Linked DNA regions of Mus musculus: region 2 is linked to region 1. A link is a contact called in public Hi-C data. All regions are on one chromosome and are shown on one strand. Each heading gives the region's core, a stretch centred on a gene start, on an enhancer-like site or on the middle of the called end of the contact. The rest is flanking DNA. Distances are from core to core; before and after follow the strand shown. Region 1 overlaps Pik3c2g (phosphatidylinositol-4-phosphate 3-kinase catalytic subunit type 2 gamma). Region 2 has its middle 47 kb from the start of Gm38917.

Evidence for each region. A called contact is a pair of places that touch in the nucleus more often than the background predicts.
Region 2: a contact with region 1 is called in a Hi-C map of liver, with 2.8 times the contacts expected there. The contact joins two enhancer-like sites. A contact is called at or near these places in 6 of 484 Hi-C or Micro-C datasets (cortical neurons, embryonic stem cells, liver and 1 more), 1 of 115 datasets of contacts at active chromatin or transcription factors (heart atrium) and 1 of 9 other capture datasets (embryonic stem cells).

What each region holds. Positions count from the first base shown.
Region 1 is chr6:139,876,421-139,881,996 of GRCm38.p6, forward strand. It overlaps Pik3c2g (phosphatidylinositol-4-phosphate 3-kinase catalytic subunit type 2 gamma), which reads left to right. Exons shown (of 34, transcript NM_207683.3): 27 at 5,546-5,576. Among named protein-coding and RNA genes, the nearest start is that of Plcz1, 160 kb to the right of the region's middle. Within about 2 kb of position 2,056, at least 40 of the 459 cell types and tissues checked have an H3K27ac peak or open chromatin away from gene starts, as enhancers often do. A contact at or near this core is called in liver, where this site is marked.
Region 2 is chr6:140,236,369-140,241,942 of GRCm38.p6, forward strand. No RefSeq gene overlaps it. Among named protein-coding and RNA genes, the nearest start is that of Gm38917, 47 kb to the right of the region's middle. Within about 2 kb of position 3,128, at least 6 of the 459 cell types and tissues checked have an H3K27ac peak or open chromatin away from gene starts, as enhancers often do. A contact at or near this core is called in liver, where this site is marked.

The DNA.
Region 1 (5,576 bases), core at 806-3,305:
CAATTCTGCTAGTAGATGTTGAGGAGACAAATTTGGTGGTTGGATCTCCCTAATTTTGAATGCAGGCTTAGCATTTAAAGGTTAAATTTATACTTAACCTATGTACTGTTTCCATTTAAAATGAGGATAATAACTTTTACCTTATGGAATTGATGGATAAATTGCCTGATAATAAATGCATCATATGGACCAGGCATTATGCTAAGATATTAATAGATTAATTTTCATAACTCTAGCTGATAATTAACATAAAGGATTTATGATAGTATCTGCCATATAGTAGAGTTCAGTTAATTAATGTGATAATATAAGATAATTGTTAATTTACTTTAAATACTGTCAGGTTAGGAATATATTTCAGTTGGTAAAGTGCTGGCCCAGCACTGAAGACAATTGGCTGTGGTGCTACACACTTGTAATTCCAAAATGCAGAACCTGGGAGAAAGAGGCAGGAGGGTCAGAAGTACAAGGTCATCTTTGGTTACAAAGCAAGTTTAAAGCCAGCCTGGACTACATGAAATCTTGACTCAAAAATCAATCAACCAACCAATCAAAGCAATCAATTAAAAAATGAACTGACCATTACAAGATCACGCACTCACATGTAAAATTCAAATTAGTATTCATTAAAACTGAAGGGTCAATTTCTCAATTTTACTAATTACTTCATAATTCAGGGGGATTTTTTGTGTTCTTTTGGTTTGGTTTGGTTCAGTATTTTTTTTTTATTCTGTGATAGGAATTGAGCCTGCATCTCTCCTACTGAGTAACATCCCCAGGCATCAGGATCTCCAACTGTAGCCAGGAATTTTTCTTTATAGATCTTTGTTCTAGTTCCCAATTCTCTTTTTCTCTATTGCTTTTATGGGATGGCTTACAGCTCATAACAAGCTAATTCTATGACACAGAGAAAACTAACTCTACAAGCACTAAATCAAGGAAAATGACTTTATTTATATAATGAATTTCTAGGCACTATCAATTCTCATGTACTGTCAAACTCTGGCATGATCTAGTTGGACTCTCCCAAGATCTTACTCATGAGTCCATGAGCTCTCAAGAGCCTACTATGTGCTAGGAACTATTAATGAGAGGATAAAATATAAAACCTAGAGACTTAAAATTTTAAGTTGAAGAGTGATGATAAAATTTGTGCATATAAGTAACTGAGGATCCCAGCATTTGTAAGTGAAAATCATACTGTACTGGAGTGCACATACTGGGGTGTGTGGTTCTTGGTTTCTAGCCAGTTTCCCTGTTTTACTCCAGTATGTACATACTCTAGTATATAAGAGTCCTCTGTGACTCTTCAGATAAAGTCTTCAGTGGTTATTTCAGGACCACACACTGTCTAGCTAAAACCTCTTTTAAATTAAAACCAAATTTAAATTTGTAAAAAAAAAATTCTGCTTTCTATATACACATTTAATATGACCTTTTTCTCCATTCTGACTCTTGTGTTGATGTCTTTAAGCACAGTTCAATGCACTACACCATGACCCAGTTACAAGTTGAGAAATGCCTGGCCCGGGTCATCAAGGCTGGCTTCTGCAAATGATCAATACCCAGGATCATGAGGCACAGGCGTGCAGTCGGTTCAATGTGGAGTTAATGACCCGTCCCCAGCAGAAAGCATCTTGTTGCCAGATATCTGCTGTGCTTTTGTTTCCACATGGGAAAAGCAAGCAAGGAGTAATCTATGTAATTCTCATCTTGCTTAAAAGCAACATCTGTAGGAGACCCAAGTGTGCTCCTGGCTGAGTTCACCAATATAAAAGCCTGTGCCTCCTCAGCTCTTCTCCCATTAAAAAAATCAATATGAACTATTATGGAAGACTCTCAAAGAACACAGGGACCATTCACCGGCTTCAAATGTTTATCACTCCCATTATTATATCAGAGATTTCCCAGCAGAAATCTTTCTCGATTCCCTATATGGTAAGGAAAGAGCACTGCTTCCCTAAGCGAAGCTATTAAAAGAGAGCTGGACTTAGTAGCAGGAGAATAGAAACAAAACAAAACTCCTGTCCTTAAAAACACATGACTCATCCATCCAGTGTTGGCTCATATCTGTACCAGCTGCCTTTTCTCTTCCTGCTGCCCCAGTTACACATATCACCCATGCACTCTGTACAAAAACACTGAAACACAGTTGCATTGGATCAGATACAGCTAAGTGGAAGATGATAGATAGATAGATAGATAGATAGATAGATAGATAGATAGATAGGTGGCTTTGTATTTTATTGTATTATAAAGACTCAAAGACTCCTTTCAAAGGAATAGGACAGGAAACGAGACTTGTTACATATATTCAGTCATATGATGGAAAGAGAGTTGGACTCATCGGTTTTGTCATAGTATGCATGTGTCAGCAGATAGATAGATAGATAGATAGATAGATAGATAGATAGATAATAGATAGATAGATAGATAGATAGATGATAAAAATATATAAATTGGCAGAGGAGAAAGTAAGTATACTATGTGACCCAATAAAAATATTTGACAGAGTCCTGAACAAGCTATTGTGAGTCCAGAGAGACTAGAATGTAATTCAGACTCCACAGAACTCTGTTCTTAGCAAATAAATGTTCATGCAGTGGTTAAAACAAGAATCTTTCTCAGTCAGTCCATAGACATCTCTGAAACATCCAGTGCTAGACAAGAAAAAAGCTAATCTAGATTCTACTTGCCATAGGAAATGTGTAGCTCTAGAGCTGAGTTTTGTTATTTAGTAGTATTAAGTTTGCCATAGTGAGGCTTTAAAACATAATAATACTTAGTGTTTCTCTAATCATTTATTCATTCACCTATGCAGTCATTATGCACTAGATGTTCAATAGATTCCACTTGCTAAAAAAGCACCATGCTAGTGCTTAAACAATTTCAATACAAAGTAAAGGTCCAGTTGTCTTCTCAAGGAACTTCATATCTGACATGAACAAAAATGATCAAAACTGGAAGATAGGACTTTAAAAGTGGTCAAAGTAAGATAAAGACTTCCAATAGTCAAGAAAGGAAAAGAAAAGGTATTCTTAGCCAGGATATATATACATAGTTATATAGTTATATAATTATGTAGTTATATATAGTTTGAGAGAGAGTTATATATAGTTATATAGTTTTATAGTTGTTGAAGAATTAACTAGATCATATATATATTTATATATATATGACTGATAAGAGTTTCCAAGTTTTACATTATGAAGGAGTGTAAAGACAGAGTACAGACACCACTGAGTAGTGCATAGGGAGATGAAAAAATGACCAAGTGTTTGTAGTGAAGAGAGTACCATCATTTTGCTCAGATTTTGGGCTCACAATTCAGAAGTTATGACAGTAATTTATTTCCACCATCAGGTGTAAAGAAAAGTTAGCGAAACCATTTAGGCATCATATAGATGTAAATTGCTGTGATAATGCCTGCAGTGAAGGCTGGGAAGGAATGTAGCAGGCTGCTAAGTGTTTTTAATGAAATTAATAACTGCTGTAGAGAATCAGAAAAAAAAGAGAAAATGAAACATGGCTTTCTTCCTGGTTGGGTATTGACACCACTGTAAATCAAGATAAGAAGCAGGGATGAGGAGAAAAGCCAGGAGTGAGGAGAATTTGCTCGTTTTAAACCATGGTTCCAAGAACTGGATTCAGGTGGTCGGCTTGGACATAAGCACCTGTACCTGATGAATCATCTCCCTGGCCCGGAATTGCTCACGTTTACAAACAGCAAAGTTAAGATGCCAGGAATAACCCAGGAGGGCAGGCAGGAGACTCATCTCTAGGACTGGCAGTGTTGGCTTGGTCGCACTTACTTGTGCTAATGACTCCTCAGGCCACATCTGCAACTGTGGCTTTCAACTGTCACATCTCTCAATGTATCCAACCATTTAGACAAATTCTCTCTGTCTCTGTCTCTGTCTCTCTCTCTCTCTCTCTCTCTCTCTCTCTCTCTCTCTCTCTCTGTGTGTGTTTATATACATATATTCCATATCTATCTCTAGCTCTATATCATCTCTGTCTCTATCTCTATCTCCATCATCTACCTATAGGGATGTATGTATAAAGTTAATAGTTGTTTTGGCATTTGATCCCTTGGAGCAGGAGTGACAATAGATTGTGCCAGTAGATATGGGTGCTAGCAACTGATCTCAGATCCTCTGCAAGAGCAGCACAAGCTCTTACTAGTGAGTGATCGCTCCAACCCCACCTATGTATATTTAAACCCAATATTGTCTCCATTGCACACCACATTCTAGTCCAGCCTCTTCTTTGGCTTCGTGTACCCTATCTTTAATACCAACCATGGTGAACTGTCTTAGTTGTGGTACATGCTGAATAGTACTCTCTTGATTTTAGAATATGTGTTTTAAATCTTTACTATTGCTGAAATGTTTTACTTTGCCTCTGTTTTCTGGCACTCAGACACATAATATTCTGTGTTCTGGTAGATTCACAGGGATTCTTTCTTTTAGCACATCGAGAACACTGTGGTCTCTTCTGGGCGTGTGACCTCAAGCCTTACTGGGCTTACAGTGGCAATAATAGTTGCAAAATCACTTGTTTCCTACAGGAATTACCTATGACTTCACCGGTCCTCCATCACAACATACACACTTCATCTTTATTAATAAGATTAACTTCTCATTGCACAAGTGTGTATTCTAGGCAGAACATTTATCCTATTAGTCATAGGAGTATTGGTAATATGTCTTTCTCCTCCTTCCCTCCTCCTTCCCTTCCTCTACCCTTTCCCTCCTTTTCTTCTGCATCTTAGAAAAATAATAATTCAAAGAGTTTGCTCAAAAAATGTATACAAGTAGAAAGAATAATATCCCTCCACACTACAGTACAATGGAAACAGATATCTTCTTAAAGATGAGGAGAGGAAACTCACAAATCTGTTCTTAATTTCTTTGCTTTAATGATATTTAATGAATATACTTGCCCTTACGCACAGAAAGTTGAATTTGTATAGAGGGAGCCATAGAGTCAGAGAAGTGGTTTTTATGCAATGTCCTTGCATCTCTGACTGAGCCATATCTACACATCTTCTGCAGTATGCACAGCCTTGTCATCTTCAAACTAATACTATATGTAATCATATGATGAAACAGATTTCGATTCTTCCAGAACATGTCAGGTAATTTTGTGCTCCTTTAGATGTGAGAAAATAGAGGTTTAAAAGAGTCCAGGAACTTCTCAAAATCACTCAGATTTTAAATGGTAGGTCCAAAAATTCTGACAAGGCAATTGCCATGTGATCATGTTTTCTTCGCTGTTTTATGATGAGAATGCAATGGAGTCATGACTGTGCAAACACCCTACCAATTGTAATTATTCTTTATGTTATTTTGGTTGTTTATACCCACCACTAACTATGAGGGATTTAAAAGCACAAAATTATGTCTGTTCATGCAGACAAAATGAAAGGCATGACAAAGCAAACTAAACTATCTGCATGTCTATCACCACAGTGAGCCAAGGAAGACCCATTTTGTCTGCATTTATTCTTTCTTTTTTGGTTTTGGGTTTTGTTGCTATATAGATGCTGCATGCAGGACTGCCTGAGCTAAGGG
Region 2 (5,574 bases), core at 1,878-4,377, 360 kb after region 1:
TCCCCACTGACTTTGAATTTTGAGAAATTCCAGAAGAGAGACAGGGGTGGGGAGGACTTCATTGATCTAAAAGCAAACAATGTGGCTCAAAGTCGCTCAAGAAAATGAGTTACCTTGTGGAGGGCTAGCCTTCCCTGTGCAATGGCAAAGACTCTCAGGAAAATGACAGTTACCTTATGGGGAGTCAGCCTGCCCTGTGCAATGGCTTGCTATCTGAAATTAGGCAATCAATTGCTTTTTTTTTTCTTCAAAGACATTGACTAGTCAGGCGCATCACTGTTCAAAATAGGCAGTTCCAGTAAATGGGGTCTGATACATGATCATCTCCATCTATTTCCATCTGTGTTTCAACAGTTACAGCCCTACTAAATAATATGTCTCACCCAAAACACCAGTGGTAAGGTGACTGACTCTTCCTGGGGTGACCTGATCCAAATGCCACACAGAAAAACACACTGTGGAGAGCTAAAAATAAATGCAGCTGGAGCGAGCACTCCTCTGTCTCATCTTCCACACTGGGGTATTATTCCAATTTTAATGATCTGCCTCGACTTTTTCATAAACTTGACACCTTTTGAAGGAAGGACAGGAAACCTATTGAAACACACTAATCTCCTTGAAATGTCTCTGGCTACAGAGCGGTGGGAATATATACTCTGCTGTAAAGAAGGCGAGGGGAGAATAAAGCAGTCATGACTGCATTGCTTCAGTGTGCTGTAATATACTGTCTTTGCTGTAGAGAGAGCAGGTACTTGGGTTGTAAGATTGTATTTTCATTGCTAAAGTATTTCTTTAAAAGAATGGAGAACATCAAAGTCTTCCACCATTACCCCACCTCTCCACCTCCAAACAAATCTTTTCTCTAAATATTTATGCTTCAAAACTTTGTGGGCAACCCAGTGCAGTCATTTGATTTCTGTATATCTGGCTGTCGTTTCTTCCCAAAGGAAAATGTAAGCATTTTCCCAAGAGTAGGAGCTCATTTATAAAGCTGAACTCCATTCTATACTGATTTAATATTTAAGTTTTGCCCCAAAAGGCATTGGAAGCACTAGAGCCGGAAGGCAGAGGCAGTGAAGAGGCTACTATGATCCGAGCAGTTTCCGTGCATGAGCTACTGTGTTGGGTGCATTCAGAGTTCTGACATCGGGGGCTGTGGAGGTGGCTCAGTGGGTAAGGCAGCTTGCTCTGCAAGCAAGAAGATCTGAGGAGAAATCCCTAGCACCTACATAGAAGTCAAGCATGGACACATATACCTATAATCCCATACTGTACAATAGAGACAAGCACGTCCTAGCAGCTCACTGTCTGGCCTACCTGGTTCCCCAAGAGGTAGAGAGCAAGAAAAGACAACACTGACCCCCTCCTCTGGCCTCCATGTGTCTATGTACAGGCATGCACACCTTCATGTGCACATGTGTGTGCATAAACACCCCCCCACACACACACACACACAGACACAGTTACAACATTTCAATTTTCTTCTGGCAAGGAGCTGGAGATGGAGCTCAGTGGTTAAGAGTTCTTGTTGCCCTTCTGACTTCAAGTCCCAGCACCTACATTAGAGAGCTCACAAGTACCTCCAGCTCCAGGGGATCCGATGCCATCTTCTGACCTCCACTGACCCCTGTACACCTCTCTCTCTCTCTTTCTCTCTCTCTCTCTCTCTCTCTCTCTCTCTCTCTCTCTCTCTCTCTCTCTCTCTCAAACACACACACACACACACACACATATAACAATCCAACTCTTCCAGCAAAATAGGGCAAGAACTAACATGTTCAACATCCAATATTTCCTATAAGAAAAAAATTAACATTCCAGCAAGCCCTAAATTCCAAATAATTCTTTGTGGAAAGAAAATGTTCCAAACCTCAAGGTCAAATTAATTTACTTGCCTTACAATCCACCAGTTATCTCTCAGGTTGGTGGCGTGAACCTGGAAGAGCGGAGCCTAAAAATGAGATGAACTAAAGTCTCAAGTCTCACGCAGTAGCCAACTTTACTCAGAGAGTTTGCACTCTGAGGGTTAAGAAGAGTCACCTGAGTAAGAACGCAACCACAGAAACAAGACCCTCATGGCAAAAACATGTTTTTCCATAGAGGCAGACAAACAAAGGATGTAACAAACAATCCGAAGTAAACTCACCCCTATCCAATACACCTGGGAGGGGCACCAGAGCACATTCCAAGAACAATGCTGTGCTTTGAAGAAACTGAGGTCCCAAGACTCTTGTCCTGTTTTCTTGGAGTTTCCTTACAAGCACTCAGAACTCTCACATGACTCTATTCTCAGACTGTGTTCCAACATCCATCAATTACTTAAACTTGTACCACACATTTGTCCCACTGTGTCTTTTGCCCAGTCCCTCAGCACACTGGCACCACCAAGAAGAACACATGCCAGCTACCTCCCAAGATACTCACATGCTAACATACATACGCCCCAGTCACAGCAGGTCTGAGCACCCAGGATGGGGGTGGAGGTCAGCAGATGTCCCCAGCAGCAACACTGCTAGGCACCCCCCAAGCTATGGCCAAAGCCCACATGGTCCTCCATGTTAGTGTGTCGCTTTAGAGGTTTGCCATGGGTTCTCTCCCTCTGTCGGACTTGCTTCAAAAGAAGGAAGGACAAATGGGAAAGCAAAGAACAAGGTGAAGAAAGATGGCTGAGGGCTTGAATCCTGGCCTTCAAGGCCAGAAAAGAGAAAGAACTCAAGCATACTTTGGGGCCAGAAAGCAGCTGGGTTAGGTGTGGGACTCTCTTCCTTCCACCTCAGCTGAGCGCCACATCCATTTAGTGAGATCATTTCATTAAAACTGATCAAACGCCCGCTTAGAGGTCATAGGAGTCTAAAGCATTAATGTTTTCTTGAATAAAATGACAATATTTCTGAAGCATAACGGCCGCATTTCTGAAAGGGGAAAAAAGCCAGACACACGGATTCTAAAATAGACAGCAACTGTGGTATGGGTTGTCTCGGTTAGATTTTAATGTCAACTTGACACAGTGTAGAGTCATCTGGCAAGAGGAAATCACAATTGAAGAATTGTCTCCACCATACTGGCCTGTGATCTTGTCTGCAGGACGTTGTCTTGGTTAATAATTAATGTAGTGGACAGTGCCATCCGTAGGCCTGTGGGCATGGGCTGTATAAGAAAGCCAGCCAAATGGTAGTCAGCAATTGAGCCAGCAAGCAGCGTGTCTCCATAAATTCTGCTCAGGCTTGACTTCCCGCCCTTCCCTCTGTGACAGGGTGGAATCTGGAACTACAAACCAAGTAAATGATTTCCTCGCCGCCGTGTTGCTTTTATTCAGAGTGTTTTTATCTCCGCAAGTAGAACAAAACAAGACAAGCCAGAATGGGGGCCACAGGTATATAATATGCTCAGACTAAGAGGACAAGAAACATTGCAAAACCAGGTTCTCTCCGTCAGGGAGCTACATCTGAGGCCAGGAGCCTGTGCTGGGCTTTGATCTGGGTAAACGCTTTTATGAATATATACCACAGTTCTTACACAACATGTTTGTTTGAGCACTTTTTGTATGTACCTTATGAAAGAAGGTTTTTTTTTTTTGGTTTTTAGAGACAGTGTCTTACTGTGCAACCGGAATGAGCCTCCAAAGAATGGAAATCCTGTCTCAAATCTTCCCAATGCTAGGGCTGTAAGTGTGAACAACACGTTAAACAACTTTTTTAAAAGAGGGATCTTAGTGATTTTGGCTTGAAGACATCTTATGACACAGAAAAATTAAGAAAATAGCACACGCTAACAAAGGGCAGCCACAGAAGGGCATGACCATGCATCTCTGAGCTATTCATTCTCCACAGGTCACAAATGCAATGTCAGACTCGTGGGCAAAACTAAAACAAAATAAAATCATTAGGGAATGATGGGCTTTGAGAGTTCATTATTTGTTTTGGAAAAGACATTTAATTGCATTCCCACATCACTTAATAGTTAATTACATATTTGTTTGGTGTCAATCATAAGACTCCTGAAACCAGTAGTGTCTCTGGTCGGTCATATGTAGGTATTTCCAGCATTATCAACAAAGGTCTTAACATGGATGATAAAGAGCTCCATCCAGCTGAATCCAGGATGCCAACTACCAACTGGCCACAATCTATTCTTATATATTCGGCGTTCTATAGCACTAACAACACAGCTGATTCTACATTGTAACACTCAGTGCTTAACCTGAATCAGTCATCTAGATTGCTCAAGTTTGGCCAGGGTGAAAGAGCCCCCAAGTTTATGTAGCCATGGTTCAAGGCTTACTTGATAGCCCAGGTCAGAGAGAGTTTAGCGTCATGTGGGAAGGAAGTGAGCAAGGAGGTTACTATCATGTGCATCGGGATGAGAACAGCTATTGACAAAGCCTGGTGCAGAGGAGGTCACAGTTGGGTATGAGAGGAGAAAGGTGTATTATCTAAGAGGAGCTATGGAAGCTAGGGTGGAGGGAGGGGTCAGCAAGCTCTAAGAGAGACACAAGATTGAGTAGTAAAGGACCATTAACAGCAAACACTGCTGTCTCAGGACTGTGGGAGCCCAACTTGCGTGGTCCCTAAGCCACATGAAATACATTCCAAAAATAAATTACAAAGGGGAAAAACTGTCACTCCTGCAAAATGCAAGGTTCTAAACAGGTATGCTGACACACACCTGTCATCCCAGCCATCAGTAGCTAGAGGCAGAAGAGTTCAAGGTCACCCTCAGCTGCAAACCAAGTTTGAGACCAGCTTGTGCTATTAGAGACTCTGTCTCAGGTAGGTAGACAGGTAGATAGATAGATAGATAGATAGATAGATAGATAGATAGATAGATTAGATAGGTAGATAGAGATTAGATAGATAGATAGATTAGATAGATAGATAGATAGATAGATAGATAGATAGATAGATAGATAGATAGATAGATAGATAGATTAGATAGATTAGATAGATAGATAGAGATAGATAGATAGATAGAGATAGATTAGATAGATAGATAGATAGATAGATAGAGATAGATTAGATAGATAGATAGATAGATAGATAGATAGATAGATAGATAGAGATAGATTAGATAGATAGATAGATAGATAGATAGATAGATAGATAGATAGATAGATAGATAGGTAGGTAGATAGATAGATAGGTAGACAGATAGACAGATATGGATAGAGGGATATATAGATAGATAGATATGGATAGATAGATTAGATAGATAGATAGATAGATAGATAGATAGATAGATAGATAGATAGATAGATAGATAGACAGATAGATTGGTTCCTTTAAAAACCTGATCTCACAGCATCATATAAATAGAAACCCAGTCTCACGATACAAATAGAAATGAATAAATGGATAGTTTAAATGTTTCTAAGTTCTACCCAAATATAATCAGTATAACATAAAAAATTTAAATTATTGCAAAATTATAAATGGTGTTTCAGAACTTCCGGCACTTGCCCAGATATGGGAACCTTAGAACTCGGTGACTGTGGATAGCAACTTCTTAAATTTAAAAGAATAGCTACATAGCACAATGTAGGAAGCTGTAGAGTTTGAGCCCTAATTGGATACAGGT